2 separate regions of the Mus musculus genome follow, and region 2 is linked to region 1. The links are chromatin contacts, called in public promoter capture Hi-C maps. All regions are on one chromosome and are shown on one strand. The core of a region is the stretch at or near the end of the contact, and the rest is flanking DNA. Distances in the headings are between cores, read along the strand shown. Region 1 holds the start of Atp8b5 (ATPase, class I, type 8B, member 5). Region 2 holds the start of Reck (reversion-inducing-cysteine-rich protein with kazal motifs).

Region 1 (3,497 bases), core at 878-3,377:
GTCACTAGGCTGAGACAACCAGTCTCATAAACAGTCTTGTTACCTAGAACATCAGCTTCCTACATAAGATGTAGAAGAGAAGGAGCTGACATGTGCCACAGAGAAGTAGTCCACGCTTCCTCCATCTAGGATCACTGAGGTGGATCACAGCCTGGGCTGTGAACGTGCATCTGCAGAGGAGAGATGCAGGACATAGAGTAGGGCTAAGGCTGCTATGGCAGCCCAGGTTAGGCTTTGCGTCCCAGTTCTTTTCAAGGCAGATGAGCTGTGGTAGTAAAACTAGGAAGGTAGAGAAAGGAAGGTTAAAATGAGGCCTCACAGAATCAGAAAAGACTTGACACAGAAAATACAGACCTCACATCTTTCTTCCTACCGTAGCCAGCACCTGCAACAGGAAACTGGATCCATTTCCATTGCTTCCTAAACAGATCCTTTCTAGTCAGTTGCCAAGTCATTTTAAAGCTGCTTCCTCCTCCCCCTCCCCTCCTAATTGTCCCCAGGGGCTGGGTTGGGTGGCTCACACTTTAAGACCAGCAGTTGGGAGACAAGCATTTGGATCTCTGTGAATCTGAGCCAGCTTGGTCCACATAGCAGTTCCAGGCTCCAGCTAAGAAAATGGAATGTCCCTGTGAACCTACTCTCTATTTTCTAGTCCACTAGTCTAGTTAAGGGGCTTGACTGGGTTCATTTTCTCTGCCAGTTAAAGAACTACAAGGCAGAGGGAGAAAAATCTCGACCATGACAGGTAGCTGTAGAGAAATTGCAAAAGGGCAGATTCAGCAGTCAGAAGAAAGCTTTTTATTAAAAGTGAGAAAATATTCCCATTCAGCAGGGACACAGAGAAAGACCCTCCTGCAAAGCAGAAGTCCAGCTTCTTGATGGCTAGGAACTTGTAAAGTGTGAAGGGGCTTCCTCTCCTAATTTGGGGTTGGTTGGCCCATAACTGTTGTGTAAATATGTCCTGATCTGGCCTTGAGCTTGCTGAGGCACTCCATCAGCAGGGGCTCCACTGACAGGAGGAGGTAAAAAAAAATCCCACAAGACAATATTATTATTATTATTATTATTATTATTATTATTATTATTATTATTATTATTTATTTCCAGACCTTTGTCTCAGGTCAAGAGGGTGAAGAAGCAGCCAGGCATCTTGGAAGTTCACAGTCTTTATTACTTAGTCATGGCCCCTCTCATATATTTGCCTATCAGGAACTCTAACTCCTAGTTCCTCGTAGTATTTTTTATTTCCCCTCCTCTGCATCACTGATAAACCCCAGCCTTTGTTCCTGCTCCCTCTCTCTTTTTAAAAAGTACTTTAAAGTTTTATTTACATTTATGTGAGTGTTTTGCCTGCATGTATGCATGCACCACCTGGGTGCCTGGTACCCACAGAGGTCAAAAGAAGGCATCTGATCCTGGCACTGGAGTTGTGGATGGTTGTGAAACACCATATGGATGTTCTCTGCAAGAACAAGTGCTTTTAACCACTAAGCCATCTCTCTGGGTCCGTCCTCTTTCCTCTTCAGTTAAAAGCCACTTGGTCTTGCGAAGATTATATGCCCCAGTACAGGGGAATGCCAGGGCCAGGAAGGGGGTGTGGGTGGGTTGGGGAGCAGGGCAAGGGGGTGGGGTTGGTATTGGGGACTTAGGGGATATCATTTGAAATGTAAATGAAGAAAATCTAATTTAAAAAAAAAAAGCTACTCAGTGGTCACAGTGGCTTCTAAGCTAAAACTTAAACCCCTCCAGGAGTGCCCTCCACATACCCATCACACATACCCATACACACAATTCCGCAGCTGAATTTGCCCTCAGTGCCATTTTACATTCTTGTGTCCATTCTTGTTAATTTCCAGTCACCCCTTCCACACTACCTTTCAGTCTGTCACCTCTGGGAAGCCATCTGGACCCCACCAACTCTGGGCAGCACGCCCCTTTGTTATTCTCCCCTCATTAGCATGCAGTTAGCCCCTGGAAGGATCTGAGGATTTCATCTCAGGACTTGGCCATCTCAGGGATTTAGGACTCAACTACTTCAAAGCCAGACTTTCCAGCTTCAGTATCTGCAGAAAGGGGCGTGGCGGGAGACGAGCTCGCGGCAGCGCGTGGGCGGGCGGGTCCAGCTCTGGGCGGAAGCTGTGGTTCTGTGGCACAAGCGCAGAAAGGTGCGTTAAGATGGAGGTTGCTGGAGTAGGAGGCTGTGAGGCGACGGTAAGTAGGGGGCGCCCGAGGAGAAGTTACGGTTTTCTTTCTGACAGCATTGCTTGGAGACCTTATGTTACTTGAACTACCGAGTGGTTATTCATCCTCCTACTTCTTTGAGAATTATTGTAATACTCACCAAGAGAACTCTGTCAGTACTCCTCAGATATACAGGTTTCCCTGGCACTCCCTGAGATGTCTATCCAGACATTTCCAAAGAGTCTTTATCCTCCCCCAGGTTGCTCCCACAGGGCACACATTTGTCCATTTATTCCGTAAAGCAGGTTAACCCTAAGTCTCCCAGCTGTGTCATATCCCTGGTAGCTAAGGAAATTTGCTCATTTCCCCAAGACTCTTAATATTCCTGGGCATTTGCTATCATTCTTTTCCTTTTAATGCCTACTTGGCAGGAAAAATTAAACTCTCTACCACGAACTTTCTAATGTGAATAAGTAGGTGTCTATCTATCTGAGGAACTGCCAAGGTAGACATTCTTTCTTTGCTTCGAAACAGGGTCTTGATGGATAGCCCTAACTGGCTTAAAACTCACTGCATAGACCAGACTGCCCTAGAACTTGTACTGATCCTCCTGCCTCTGCCTCCCTGCTGCTACGATCACAAGTATAAATTGTACTTGGTGTCCTTGAAGGCCATCAGATCCCTTGGGACCGTAGTTAGAGACAGATAGGAGCTGCCATGTGGATGCTGGGACCCCAATGCCACTGAGAGAGCAGTCTCTCTCCAGCCAGCCCCTTGATACAGTTTTAAACAAAAGAAAAGTAGGAAAATTTTCAGGTTAGAAGGTCTGAACTAGTGGATTTTTAAAGGATAGAATTACTCCCTTTAGCATGTTTTGACTGACCCCTGCATGGTCTTTCCAGACCCAAGAGCAAAAAGACAAAGCTGAAAAAGCAACATAAAATGGCAAAGATGTATTGAAGCTGGAATCAGAAGATATAAATGTGGGTCTCAGCTCTGATACATGCTGTTCACGAGTCTGGTCTTTAGTGTAACAGTTTGCTGGATTGTTATTTGGAGTGGTAATTCCTTCCATATCTAACTCAGACGGGTGAAGTGGACTCATATACATAAAAGAACTTTGAAAATATACATTTTCTCTATGTGAATAAAGAAGTATTATGCAGGAGCCTCTATGTTCTGAAAAAGTAACTTTTTTTTGTTTTTTGGTTTTTAGACAGGGTTTCTCTGTATAGCCAACTCAGAAATCTGCCTGCCTCTGCCTCCCTAGTGCTGGGACTAAAGGGGTGTGCCACCACGCCTGGCCTGAAAAAGTA
Region 2 (3,722 bases), core at 1,131-3,630, 610 kb after region 1:
TGGTGCTGTGCTGCAGCTTCTTGCCGCTTCCAAGGCCCGTGGTGAGGCAAGGCCACGTGGAGGACACGGGATGTTTGGAGGGTATAAATAAGATTCCACAGAGTGACAGAGACAGAGCTTGGCTTGCTGGTACAGCTAGCTGTGCAATGCTTGTGGGGCTCCCTGAGAGAGGCACAGCTGAGAGCTTCTCCTGGTGTTCCTGTTGGTCCCTCCTGCTGACTCCAGCAGAGGCTGTGGCCCAACTGTCCCTGCTAGGTCTTATCACTGCAATTGCCGACACAGCTCTACCAAACTGGACTGCTGGTGTATCTGTGAAGTGTTTGTGAGTGGATCAAGCTATTGCTGCCTGCTAACCTGTGAACTCAACTGCCGATTCCTAGACAACACAGACGGGAGTTGCTCCAAAGAACCTTTCTAAACAGGTCCACTTCCTCTGTATCCTTTCTTTTCCAATACCTCTGGTGGGTGATGGGTTACAAGGAAGGTTAAAGCATTTAAGAGTCATCAGTAAAAATAGGATTTGAAAAAATAAGAGCTTCAGAACAACCAATAGTTGGTGATTAAGTCTATCTAAAAGCACCATATTGATCTCTAAGCATCGATCGTTTTAAGTGACACGTGATCACACCAGCATTGTAGGGCAGAAATATAGTATGAGCTCCAAGGTGAACCACACACTTTTCCTGACAGCTACACTTTAAATAAAGTTAAAAGGAAGAGTGGTAGATAAACGCTATACATTTGTCACAGCACATTCCCAATAGTGACTCCGCGTGTCAGCTCGGGCACGCCCATTGTCACAAAGGTGCCAGGTGGTGGACATTGGTTGTAAGAGAGGCTGTGCATATGAGGGGCACTTTATGTTTTAGTACCGTCCATTCAGCTGGGCTATGAGCCTAGAACTGTTCCAGAAAGTAAAGCCTTAGTTGATAAGGGAAGAGGGTGGGGCAGAAACGATGTAATACAGTCCTCAGTGGTGTTTTGTTTTGTTGACAGGGTTTCTCTGTATAGCCCTGACTGTCCTGGAACTCACTTTGTAGACCAGGCTGGCCTTGAACTCAGAAATTCACCTGCCTCTGCCTCCCAAGTGCTGGGATTAAAGGCATGCACCACCACGCCCGGCTTGTCCTCAGTGTTTTTAATAAAGAAAGTCTGTTGTTTTGAAGAAGCACAAAGTAGTAGGGGCAGAGTGGGAAATACGTTCAGCCAGTTAGCCCCATGGCCTGAGTTCAGATATCTCAATTATTCACTGGGTCAAGCACTGTCTGAGACATTCTAAATACAATATGAGACTGGGTTCCTGTGCGCTTGATCAGGAAATCAGGGCCAGCCTTGGCTTCATTGTAAACTCAAGGTCAGCCTGAGCTGTATGAGATCCTGTCTTCAAAATAAGTAAATAAACACAATACGTTCATTAATCTTATCAAGAAGGCCAGCATGAGGGTTGGGGTGGGGGGGAGGCTCAGAAGTAAAAATGTCCTCACCCACAGACACGGGGCTAGTCGGGAGTAGTGTACAATCTGGACTCGAGGAGGGTGTCAAGACTTTGTTCTTTTCATTACAGTCATAGTTACCATCTGTCGCAGGAGAAAGCTGCTGTTAGTGACCTGAATAGAGGAATCTGGAAATAAGCAATTGGCTTCACTTCTGAACAGCAAGTCTCTAAACTGGACGAGCTATCTGTTCAAGGGCCAGGTAGCCAGGAAAAAGGGGGGGGTGGGGGGTGGGGGGCGTTTCTCCACAATGAATTCGCTTTGATTCCTAGGTCCTCTGGAACATTCTCCGGAGTAGCTGCTCAAAGATTCATCTCCAAATCCTCTCGAACCAATTCTGAATTTCAAGGCTCTCTAAGTCTAGTCATACAGGCTGCCCTGACCCTTTCTCTGAGTGCAATAGGTATTAACAGCGAAGCCAGCCTGTGAATCCGTGCCCTCAGCAGAGCCCTTTGGCTTTGAGGGGAGGCCAGGTAACACGCCTTCTTTAGGTCGAGGCAGCCTTTGGACAGGATAGTAAGAGTGTTCTGGAGGATTCAACTAGGGGTGCACGCCCTACAGTTCAGCTTTGACTTAGCCCTTGCAAATCAGACGGACCTGCAGAGTGATCTCGGCAGGCCAGTCGCCCCTGAGCTGCGGGCTCCCCACCCCCTATGTGCCCCGACACGGGACAGAGGCATTCCACAGGGGTCTCCAGCCTCTGACTTCCCGTTTGAAGACCGCAGCCCGGGAGCCCGAGTCCGAAGGCGACACACAGCTGGCCCATAACAAAGAGCCAGGGTCCAGGGCGCGCTGCCGCCCCCCGGGAGGTTTTGAAAACTCTGAGCGGCCGGGGCGGGGCTTCAGCGAGCCGCAGCCAATCACCAGAGAGCCAAGGCGCCGGGGGCGGGGCCTGGTGCCAGGGGTTGCTACGGCCAGGCTGGGTCCGAGCATCCCGCGGCTTCGGACCCACCCGGCCCGGACATGGCGAGCGTCCGGGCCTCCCCGCGCAGCGCGCTGCTACTTCTGCTGGCCGCGGCGGGGGTCGCGGAGGTGACGGGGGGCCTGGCCCCGGGCAGCGCGGGTGAGTAGCCGCGGGAGCCACGATCGGGGCGGTCCTGAGGAGTGCCTCAGCGCTCCAAGATGGCGCGGAGCCGGGGGCGGGGTGCGCGTGCCCCCAGACCCGCGGGCGGCGGTCAGGAACGCCGGGCTGGAGCCCGACCCGGAGGCCGCTCTCCGCCCTCGTCTTCTTCTCCCTGAAGATCTTGCGAACCCTGGGGTGGTGACTGGGGTTCGAGGCCTTGTTCTGTCACCTCCCAGACAGGGGCCCCTTGCCCTGCCGGACCCTGGTCCCTGGCCAGGGTCCCTGTCAGAAAACAGGGAGGTGCCTGGGCTCCGGATAGCACCGCTGGGCGGAAGGGATACGTAGGTGCAGCTCCCCTGCTGCTGCCCAGTCAGTTGTTGTCACTTGTTAATTTGACTGACTTGGCCTGAGTGGCGGTGAACTTTGATAGGGTCCACAAGGTTGCCTGGCGGGTGCACCGTGGGTCTGAGACCCGGCTGGGGGATGGGGTAAGGTGGGGTGGGGGTTGACTACACATCGATAAATCACCCCGTGGCGGCTTGGCTTCGGGAGAGAGGTGTGTTCTAGGGCTCTGTTAAAGCAGTTGCACCAGAGATGGATGGAAAGCTTGACCGCTTAGGATTGTCCTTCCTGCGCTTGCTCAGCGTTCGGATGTGACACGAACTCGTGCTTCCCGGGACACCTCAGGCTGATAGGTGGTGGAAGACAGGAGCGCTAAGCAGTTTGAATTCAGGCAGACAGGTTCAGAGGAGAGATGCGGGTGGGGCTGCATGTGCACAGAGGAACGTTGACATTCACCTAGAAGATGAGAAAAACCGAGTGTCTACCTATACTAGCCATCGAAAGATGAATGGAATTTTTATAACAAAAGTAACGGAGGAGTGTGTTGCTTACAGGGAGAGGCACTCAGGGGAAAAACATACCCAGTCTCAAGGAAGTTTTCAAGAAAGCCTGAGAAGTTAAAATTAAGGAGTTTTGGTTGATGCTTTATTTATTTATTTATTTATTTATTTTAAAGGAAGGCATTTGAAGAAGATTGTGACAGGAACCTGGGATTAGTTAATTATTTGAATTCTAAATTTAACTATAAACTAGTAAGGAAACCAATAGAAAAGGGACGAAAGAATACTGTGAATTCTTGACTAATCCAGCTTATCTCTCTGTGT

What was found. Promoter capture Hi-C pulls out the DNA fragments that hold promoters and counts their contacts.
Region 2: a contact with region 1 is called in a promoter capture Hi-C map of second pharyngeal arch cranial neural crest. The contact joins the promoter of Reck here to the promoter of Atp8b5 in region 1. A contact is called at or near these places in 7 of 39 promoter capture datasets (the C10 cell line, cranial neural crest, hippocampal neurons and 3 more) and 1 of 115 datasets of contacts at active chromatin or transcription factors (embryonic hindbrain).

Annotation. Positions count from the first base shown.
Region 1 is chr4:43,265,032-43,268,528 of GRCm38.p6, forward strand. It overlaps Atp8b5 (ATPase, class I, type 8B, member 5), which reads left to right and starts at 2,128. Exons shown (of 29, transcript NM_177195.3): 1 at 2,128-2,211.
Region 2 is chr4:43,873,150-43,876,871 of GRCm38.p6, forward strand. It overlaps Reck (reversion-inducing-cysteine-rich protein with kazal motifs), which reads left to right and starts at 2,381. Exons shown (of 21, transcript NM_016678.2): 1 at 2,381-2,556. The coding sequence starts at 2,457.